2 separate regions of the Mus musculus genome follow, and region 1 is linked to region 2. Evidence: chromatin contacts called from public HiChIP or PLAC-seq data. All regions are on one chromosome and are shown on one strand. Each heading gives the region's core, a stretch centred on a gene start, on an enhancer-like site or on the middle of the called end of the contact. The rest is flanking DNA. Distances are from core to core; before and after follow the strand shown. Region 1 overlaps Gm30211 (a long non-coding RNA gene). Region 2 has its middle 140 kb from the start of Gm46962.

The links. HiChIP or PLAC-seq counts read pairs in DNA pulled down with a chosen protein or histone mark.
Region 1: an H3K27ac HiChIP or PLAC-seq map of large pre-B cells shows a contact between it and region 2, with 5 times the contacts expected there. The contact joins two enhancer-like sites. A contact is called at or near these places in 1 of 15 datasets of contacts at CTCF or cohesin (large pre-B cells) and 2 of 115 datasets of contacts at active chromatin or transcription factors (the 230-238 cell line and large pre-B cells).

Annotation. Positions count from the first base shown.
Region 1 is chr6:70,749,135-70,754,472 of GRCm38.p6, reverse strand. Gm30211 (a long non-coding RNA gene) reads right to left here. Exons shown (of 7, transcript XR_001785278.2): 7 at 2,783-4,673. Among named protein-coding and RNA genes, the nearest start is that of Gm30211, 23 kb to the right of the region's middle. Within about 2 kb of position 2,417, at least 15 of the 459 cell types and tissues checked have an H3K27ac peak or open chromatin away from gene starts, as enhancers often do.
Region 2 is chr6:70,076,397-70,081,359 of GRCm38.p6, reverse strand. It overlaps Igk. Among named protein-coding and RNA genes, the nearest start is that of Gm46962, 140 kb to the left of the region's middle. Within about 2 kb of position 2,484, at least 5 of the 459 cell types and tissues checked have an H3K27ac peak or open chromatin away from gene starts, as enhancers often do.

The DNA.
Region 1 (5,338 bases), core at 1,168-3,667, 670 kb before region 2:
CACCTACATAGTGTACTCTTCACAGGTAAAGGAGCTGGAAAACCGACTCTACCCGCCCATTAATGCCTTTCCATGTTGATACAGGGGATGACAAAGATGTAAGGATGGTTACTGTGCATTTGGCTGGTGGGAGGGGCAGCGATGCCAGTTACCCGAGTCAGGGCAGCGCGGCCAGCAGTGCCAGATTGTAAAGGTGCTTTAGAGTGGGAACCTGGCTGTTTGCCAATTGTCAGGCTCTCTTGATTCTAATTTTCTAGCACGTAGAATCCCGTGCTATGCTTTTAACAATTCCCCTCTGTTTAATGCCACCACAGCCAGTGTCTATGTACCTAAGGATTTGATGATAACCTTAATCTCTAAGAGAGCTAGTGAGAACTCTAGTAAGAGGCAGGAGAGTTTACCAAAGAGGAAACACCTGAAAAAACGTTCTGCCTCGCTAACATTGAAGACAAAACACCTAAATTAAACAGCAGCAGCAGCAGCATCAGGGTGCCCTTCTTACTGTCTCAGCAACAATAATATAAACAGGGGTGTGGAGATGGCGAGACGGCTTTCCCAGCTTGCCGGTGGGGTTGTAAACTCTTCTGACTTTTCTTACTAGATATTTTTTGGCAATATGTACCAAGAAACAGAAAATGTCCCATTCATTTTTAGTTACTTGTAGGAAACAGTCCTGTACAAGTACATTGCAGGGTGGATACTAATTTAGATATGAAGATGTTTGTACCAAGGTAATATTTTAGCAAATATGGAAACCTAAATGATGTGAATTATTATTCAGTCTTTTAAGATCGAGTTTGTTCACTGGGGTTGTGTGTCTCTCAGTGGGAGAGTGCCTCTAGGTTTGATCTCCAGCACCACATTAAACCCTTGTATGCTGATACAGGCTGTAATTCCAGCACTCAGGAAGTAGAGGCAGGAAGATCAGGAGTTTAAGGTCACCCTTGGCCATCGCTTTGTCAGACCTTGTCTCAAACAAAATAAAACAACAACAAACCAAGATAACACCATCTGTAAAGTACTATATTTGACAACCCATGTGGAATAATTTTAAATGAATATACACATTGATCTTGTCATGATTAGGAACATATACCACTCTGGGTATTCCAAACAATGTCATAGTGGGACCTACTTTGTAGGTGACAAATAGCAGAGAACCCATCATTAAGCTGAAGGGACCTGGAGCTGAGCAATGTCAGGGTTGCAAGAGCTCTCACGGCCTAGAAATTTCCCACTTGGTGGGTGCAAGAGTGGTGGCTACTGGAAAATTCCTTCCCCAGGCAGGGCTGGTGAGCAAATATCCTGGCTTGACCCTTCTACGCTTTACACTTGCCAGTCTAGTGGGATAGTGGAAGCCAGTTTGACAGGGGCCAGGGGTAGGGAGTGAAACCGGAAGCAGATGGAAAATGGCTACTGCATAGCATGATCTCAACTATGTAAAAATAATATGTATCAAATGATGTTAAAAATAGTCTTTGATGGATTGATAGCTACCTCCTATTCCCCTCCCCCCCCTTTTTTTTTTAAAGAAAGAGGTCAGGAATTACAGATGCAAGCATCACCAACAGAATACAAGAGACAGAAGAGAGAATCTCAGGTGTAGAAGATACCTTAGAACACGTTGACACAAATTCCTAATCCAAAACATCCAGGAAATCTAGGGCAAAAAGGTGACATTTTAGATAAGTCATTATCTAAATAATAAGCCTTTTAAATAATAAGCCTTTAAAATGATAATTTTAGATAAGTCACCCGAGAGACTCTGGCCTCAGAACTTGGTGTCACTCAAGGCAGTGGCCAGAAGGGAGCGCTCCAGCCCAGCACGTCAAAACCTCCAAGGCCAGGCAGAGGCTGGGATTTCTGTGACCACAGCAGAGTGGGCTATTTGGGAGACATGGCCTTATCAGTTACTGTCCTTAAAGGCTTATTATCTCTGTTTTCATTTCAACAGTCCTTCCTCTTTGGGAAAGTTATTGTCATGGTCCTTTAGAAAGCTAAGCTGAACATCACCGGACCTCACGGTTTCTTCCGGGTCCTGTTGGAGTGTTTGGCACTTGCTCACTGATTGATCAGAGAGCCCCACTCTCCTGGTTATGCGTGGCTAAAGGAACGTGTTCTGAGGTGCTTAAGGCTCCTAGTGCTGGATAATTAATATGTGCCCATAAAATCCACTGTGGTGTCCCCCCCAGTAAATCCCTTAGGTCTCTCAGTATGCTTGCATTTCTAGTATTTCTCTTCATCATCTGACTCTGTCTGGGACAACAGCCCTGGGTCCAGTTAACCAGCAAAAACTACACGTGTGGCTGTTTATGAAGTGGCCAGGACATTTTCTAGCATGGAAGATGGGTTCGTTTGACTGTTTGCTACTTCAGCTCACTGCCAAGCCCTTAACTTTGTTATCGTAAGCGCACAAAGCCACCCATAACTGACTGTGCTGGCTGGGTTGGGGTGCAAATCTGCCTGTCTGAAGCCCCTGCCCACACGACTCCTTCAGGCAGACGGTTTTTCTATGGACATCTACTGACAGGTTATCACAGGTCAGGGGAGGTTGTTTTAGGGAACATGGAAGTTTTCCTGGGAGAATATGAGTCAAACTTAAATACTGGACACTTTAAAGCTACATTAGGGCTCAAATCTGAGCTCAACTGCAGTCCTAGGGAGATCCACCCTGGGCTGCCACTAGGGTCCTCACAGTGAGTGCTGCTAACTGACTGCCCGTGCAGAAACTGGGTAAAGAGCAGTGTCCTGAATCCACTCCCCCCCCGCCCCGCCCCCGGCTGTGTACCCCTCACAGGTTGGTCCCTCTCTGTGTGTGGTTGCTGTGGGAGGGATTGTTGGAAAGTCCAAGGGAGGTTAAGGAAATGGAAGAATAATCTTAGGTAACTCTTCATAGCTTGGCTTCCCCAAGGACTCCCTCACCCATATTCTCCGTTAGAGAGAGTCTGCCTTCATTTCTGTGTTTCCCCCTAATATCTATTTCTGCTGTTTGTTGTAGTGTTAAACTTCTGTTTTAGAAAAGGACTTAAGACCATGCACAGGAAAATGTTGTTTTTTTTTTTCCCCGAAATACAAAAAGTGTGTGTAATCAAAACAGAATTGTAAATAACATTCAGTTAGGAAGCTTGGAAAGATGCTTCCTATGGTAGAGAGAGGCTGACATTTGTAAAGCCGAGGTAGTCTCTCTTCCTCTCAACTCCAAGGCCCTGAGTTTGACCCGCAGCAAAAACAAACAAACAAATGAAAACTTCAGTAAGAAACAAAACAAAATATCTCAATCCAAGCAAAAATAAAGGCCTGCCTGTAATTGGTTAAAACGGGGCCTGGACTCCTGAGGTGTGAAGACTGTCTCTGAGCAAGCTTTACCCCTGCCTGACGCTGTTGGCAGAGGCTGGCCCTGGGGATACTTGGGATTTTGCAGAATTGGGTTTTGCGTTCCCTATGCTAACGTCCAAGCATCAATTCCTAAGAACAAAACTCTTGTTTTATTTAAAAATACATTCTCACCGAGTTTACGTACAATCAAACTCACAGGATGCATGCTTATTCTTAAAACATGTTGCTGTATAATGTGCACGCATGTAAAGTTCCATATTTATGTTTAAAAGTTTCAAGAAAGGAACTTTTTTTTTTTCTGAGTAATCATGGTTGTGTTTCTGACTGCATGTCTACACTTTCAATGATTATAAATTGCGTTCATGGGCAGTCTTTTATGGGCACCCACAAGATCACTTCTAGTCCCCAGTGTGTAATCTAAGTGTAAATTATGGCAATGGAGAAATGATCCAAAACAGTTACTTAAACGCAGAGTTGCTTTCTAGAATAGATTTTTTTCTGAATAATTTTCTGTACTTAAAATAATTATCTCTTTTATAGTTGTAATTTTATCAGTAAGGATAATTCTAAGTGAATTCCAATGGCTATTTTTGTTGTTGTGGTGGTGGTTTTGAGACAGGGTCTTACTCTGTAGACAGGACTCCTGGTTCTGGGGCTCTGATGTTGGTAATTTTAGGAGAGACTTTGACGCTTGAGGACAGCTCACGCAACCCCTTCTTTTAAAACCCAGTTACTTTTCTGACACACTGATGGTTAGTTTTCATCTGGCTTTAAGAAGTCTCCATTAGAGCTAAAATGCTTCATGAAAAGCGTCTTAGCCCGGGGAGTGGGGGAGTAGAGAGGATTACTTTCCAATGGCTACTCATTGTACTGCTAGAATACTTTGCTCCAAAAAATTACATGAAGAAATTTCCAGCAGGCAAATCAGTAAAAAGAACATGTATTCGTCTGTAGTTCCTTTTCTTTAACATATTCAGAAATGACTCAAGGATACAAGTAGACACACACATGTGGGAGTTAGAGAGAATTGGCTTGATCAAAACATGCAGCTATCCCAGACATACCCTCACTAATTAATCCCAGACAGCTGTGTAAGCATAGCACATTCTCACCATGGCTTAACCTGTTTTTACAGCATACACATGGCTTGACAACAAAGCCTAATTGGTAATTCTGTTTGCTGGAGGCAGAGATTTTACCTTTCAGGTCATTTAATCCCAGCTGTTAGGCTGTGTGTTTGGTTAAGTAGTAGCTTTCCACTTCAGGGGCTGGAGCAGGCTCTCCACACTGAGAGATGATCCCCAGGGAGCCCAGCATGGGAGGCATTGGCTTCATCTCTGTTCGAAAACAAGGCAGAGGCTGCTGTCATGCTTCCATGTGGCATATTGTTCTAGTTCTAGTTGCTGGATATTCTTTATTATAAAACAGTATTCAGCATCCAGAAATTATTAGCGCATATTAATTGCACAAAATACCAATTTTCATTTTTTTTTTTTTTTGAGACAGGGTTTCTCTGTATAGCCCTGGCTGTCCTGGAACTCACTCTGTAGATCAGGCTGGCCTCGAACTCAGAAATCCGCCTGCCTCTGCCTCCTGAGTGCTGGGATTAAAGGCGTGCGCCACCACGCCTGGCCTTCATTATATTTTTATACGTGTGTAACAAGGTTGGATCATAGTCACCGGTTTCTTGTCCTTGTTTCCTTCTTTACCTTCCTGCTGTCTGACTCCTTTCTCTTACCAAATGCTCCTCTTTCTACATTCATGCCTTAAAAAAAAATCTAGCTTCACATATGAGATAAAATGTGGTTTGTCCTAATATGGCTTATTTTGCTTAACATAATGATTTCCAGTTTTAACCATTTTTCTAGAAAGAACACAATTTAGCTGTTTATGGCCCTGTAAAATTGCATTGGAGGGCTGATGAGACGGCTCACTGGGTTAAGGTAAAATTGCACTGGAGGGCTGATGAGATGGCTCACTGGGTTAAGGTGCTGGTAAAATT
Region 2 (4,963 bases), core at 1,235-3,734:
GACAACTATATCAGGTTTTTGTCAGCAAGTACTCGTTGGCATCCATAATAGTGTCTGGGTTTGGTGATGGTATATGATATGGATCCCCAGGTGGGGAAGTCTCTGGCTGGTCATTCCTTCAGTCTCTGCTCCACACTTTGACTCTGTAACACCTCCCATGAGTATTTTGTTCCCCCTTTTAAGAAGGACCAAAGTATCCATTCTTTGGTCTTCCTTCTTCTTGAGCTTCATGTGGTCTGTGAATTGTATCTTGGGTATTCTAAGAGTTCATCAATTCTTATGCCTGCTACCCTACATATGTAGGAATGGCATAGTAGGGATCACTGTTCAGGTTATCTTAAATTCTAAACTAAATGGCTATTAGGCACTATCTATCTATCTATCTATCTATCTATCTATCTATCTACCATCTATCTAGATTCCTAGCTTTATCTATCTACATATCTATTAATTTATCTTTTATTATTCTTCTTATACTTTTTTTTTCATCATGGCTCCTTTATCCTGGTATTGGAGACTCCTCTAACATCAAGTACCGTTTATGTCATGAGTTCTTTTGATTTATCTTTCTTTTGGTCTAAATGTATATTTTAAGGGGTCCTATGATTAGAACATATCCAGTCTACTAGCCTGCTACTCTGGCAATCAACTTCTATCATTATTGCTGCTGAATCCTTTTAAAGAAAGATCCAAATTGCAGTTTGACTACATGTATTGGTAACAGTGTGTTGACTGTAGGGTTAGGAATATTGGAGTCAGCAAACAGTACTTTCTACATAACATTAGAATAAGTTACCAAATGTAAATTGCATATATGGGACTGGGCATTGTTCAGAACACACATTTACTATTTTAATTTGATATTTTCATTCATGTATGTACTGAATTTTGAGTATTTCACCCTCATTAGCTTTATTCTTCCTCCGTTATTTCCAGGTGAAATATTCTTCTTCAAAATTTCCTGTTGTGAATTTGCTGCTCTTTCTATTGTTTCTGGGTTTAATTGTGGATATTTCATGACTGTTGATTCTTTTCTGGAATATGGGCTACACTGCTTAAGAAAATCACATCTGCCCGGCATTCATTACTTACTCATGGGTCTTCATTGAAGAATAAGGCCACTTGGGCCCCTCCTTTTGCATGAAAAAATGGTTATGGGTCAAATCTGGTACAAATAAGCACAGTGACAGTTTGCTCACGAGTGCAATGGCTAAGTTATTCCCCAAAAACACTGTTGCACTGCACTCCTTCACAATGTCCAGTCCTTAAATTCATCTTGTCTCTTCATAAATGTTTCTGCACTGTCCCTGGACTGTAGGATGTAAGACATCCCATTTAGGAATGAACATTCCACAGTCACATATTTTCAATATTTTAACCATTAAGCCTTTGCTTTAACCATTATCTAATGCCAAAATAGGCTTCTAGAGTAAATCCTAGGAATAGTGCCAATCTAAGTGTTTAAATGTATGGAATGTAAAGCATTCCAATGTACTCAGTAAAAATATGAAATTATTGTGACCATTGTTCCACAAGTTCTCATTTAACTTATATAAACCTCACACTTAACTGACTTTCTAAATCTGGCAGCCTCAGTTCAATGTTGGCCTCCACAGATTATTTATATTTTTCACAAGAAGAGCTTTCAAAAGGCCATGTGAATTTCAGGCCTTCTGTCCTTCATAAATTTTTAGGCCCTATACATATAGAAAGGGCTCCTCTCTGGGTTTTGTATGGTCAAATCTCATTTCTCACTGCCTCTTAAGTAGCTGGTTCTGAAGAAGACATGTGCCTTCCCCCATACTTTTGTTGCAGTCAAAACCAGGTGGGTTACTTTCATTTTCTTTTCTATCATCCTGCCACTTTTGTCTGACTGACAGTTCTAACTCTTCTTCAATGTTGAGAAGTTGTTTTAGTTTCTTTGAGGAAGGAAAACTATCAAAGATAGAAAATAGGAAGTTTAGCTGTATATTTCCCACAAATGATAACATATGTGCATGTTTATGGAACTTTATACAAAGGGAGACAGAAGTGTTTACAAACACTGTGTGCATCCATTGGAAACCTGAGAACTCTAATATACCTACTATGTACTGTGGTAATGTGATTTGTGGAAAGCAGTAACTAAGGAGGCTTTGCCTTTTTTACAAAATATTTTGAGATTTCACCTTCTGTTTTATATACATGAATGTTTTTCTGTCTGTATGTCTATGGGCCATGTATGTGCAATTTGTATGGAGGCCAGAAGAAAGTGTTGAATCCTTTGGGACTACAGTCACACTTAATAATGAACCTCCATATGTGTGCCGTAACTGAAACCAGGTCCACCGGAAGAGCTCTCCTAACTATGGTGCATTTTTCTCAAGCACATATATTTTGCTTTTAAGAACCATACATATAATGAGAGTGACATCCACTCCAGTGTCACCAGTTTCTCTCCCTATGTATTGTGAAGAGCACAAGTATTTAATTGCATGAGTAAGTTTTGTCTTTAGGGCCCTTGCTCTACAGCTGTCTGAACTGAATGAGCAGCACTATATGACATGAAAGCACACTCAACTCACTGCAGCTGTCACAAAACACGGGTAAGTTTAGTGAAGATCAAGAACACATGACAGCTTGGTAGACACTGACTGGGACAGTTACTCATTTGCCGTATTCTTGACCTTGATATTGAGAAGTTCCTAAATCCACATAGTTGGACTCTCTTATATGATGGTATCTTAGCAATTTGTGGGTCAAACTTGAAGTGTTTATCAGGAATAATTTAGTGTTTTATGCCTGCAATACAAATAGGTAATTACCTGTTTTGTAAAATATACAAAATAATTGATTTAAATATAGAGTTAAAGTTCAAGATCAGTTAAATGACTTGCTTTGGTAATAAAACACCAGTTGTCTCACATTCTGGTGACTGGATATCTTTTTGAGACCTTTCCACATTTTGTAGGCTGGACTGAGCCAGGGACTAACTGGACAGAACTGAGTGCCTTCTGTCATGCTTTTCCTGCTTCTTTTACCTCTGTTCTGGTATTAAATATGTGCATCCCCATTTCTTAATGTGTGTTTTATTTCATTTTATTTCTCATACTTTGCACATAACATTATAATTTACCTTATACATATAGTTTTGTAATTCCCAATCATAAGCCTTTGTTTAACCATTTCTATTATTAATAGTTTTTTATTCACATTCAAGTTAACTCATTTTGTTCTGGGTGCCAAGAATTGCTAATGTCAAATCGTCTGTTGTTCCTTCAAAATTACCTTTAAATTTTTGATGGTTATCTTAATGCCAAATATAAAATTAAAAATCAGGAGAGAAGTGTGACTAGGAATCTTGGATAACCAGGCAGACCATGATATGGCATCCTATTGGCAATCTTAGTTTCTTTCATTCTCTTCCATTAATTTCTTTTTTTTTAAATTAGATATTTTCTTTATTTACATTTCAAATGCTATTCCAAAAGTTTCCTATACCCTCCCCCTGCCCTGCTCTCCTACCCACCCACTCCCACTTCTTGGCCCTGGCATTCCCCTGTACTGGGGCATGTAATGTTTGCAAGACCAAGGGGCCTCTCTTCCCAATGAGGGCGGACTAGGCCATCTTCTGCTACATATGAAGCTAGAGACATGAGCTCTGGGGGTCAAAGCAATCCCAGTAAAATCAGGGACTAGACAAGGCTGCCCACCTTCTCCCTACCTTTTCAATATAGTACTTGAAGTCCTAGCCAGAGCAATTCGACAACAAAAGGAGATCAAGGGCATTACTTTCTTTTTTATTCACCTTATGCCCTAGATAACAATGAAATCTCCATTATTTCCTCCTAAATACCACTCCCTATTATACCCCCTCTTCCTGAGAGAAGAGGAAGCTCCCTTGTGTACTACCTTGCCCTGAAATATCAAGTCACAGTTCTCTCCCAACTGAGGACTAACCAGTTAGGAGAAGGGATCTAATAGCAGACAACAGAGCTAGACAGCCTCTACTCCAATTGTTAGGAGACCCATGTGAAGACCAAGTTGCACATCTGCTTCAAATGCCCAGGGGTTCTAGGTCCAGTCCCTTCATGTTCGTTGGTTAGTGATTCAGTCTCTGAGCCACCATTTACTCAGGTTAGTTGGCTCTGTAGATCTTCTGTGGTGTCCTTGACCCCCTCCAGCTTAGTCTAGTCTATCCTACACTGTTCCACAAGGCTTTCTAAGCTCCACCTGATGTTTGAGTGTGGGTCTCTGCATCTACCTCTATCCCCTCCTGGATAAAGCCTCAATAAAAGAATTTAAGAACAGTAACTAACAGAAGGTATAGCAAGATATATTAGAGTTCAAAAAGAGAACTGCAGGACATACAATGGGCCTGCAAGAGAGGAGGAGGACAATCATGTTCCCTAAGATAAGGTCAGCCCCTTGGAAGCAGGCACCTTCCCTCCACAGTGCTTCAGCCTTCAATACAAACCTCTTTTGAGGTTTCACCAGCTCCCCGTAGGACCCAGCCCTGGACCTGCACCATCTACTGGAGACCCTAAATGACCCAGTTCACTGATGAGAAGGTGCAGAGATCAATGATTTCCAACCTTAAAGTTCAATGGATCTATGTTTCTGCCTTAGTTAGGGTTTCTTATTTCTGGGAAGCATCACCATGAAGGCAGCAACTCTTATATGGAAACATTTCATTGGATATGGCTTACAGTTCAGAGGGTTAGTCCTTTATCATCATGGTAGAAAAAATCATGGCTGAATGTAGGAAATTATGGTGCTTGAGAGGAAGCTGAGAATTTTATAATCAGGTTTTTCAGGCAACAGGAAGAGAGTGAGACACTGATCCTGGATTGGACATCTGAGAACTTAAAGACCACACCCAGTGATATACTATCTCCAACAAACTACACCTACATCAGCAAGGCCATCCCTTCTAAGAGTATCACTCTTTAAGAATCAATGGGGGCCAGTTTTCTTCCAACCA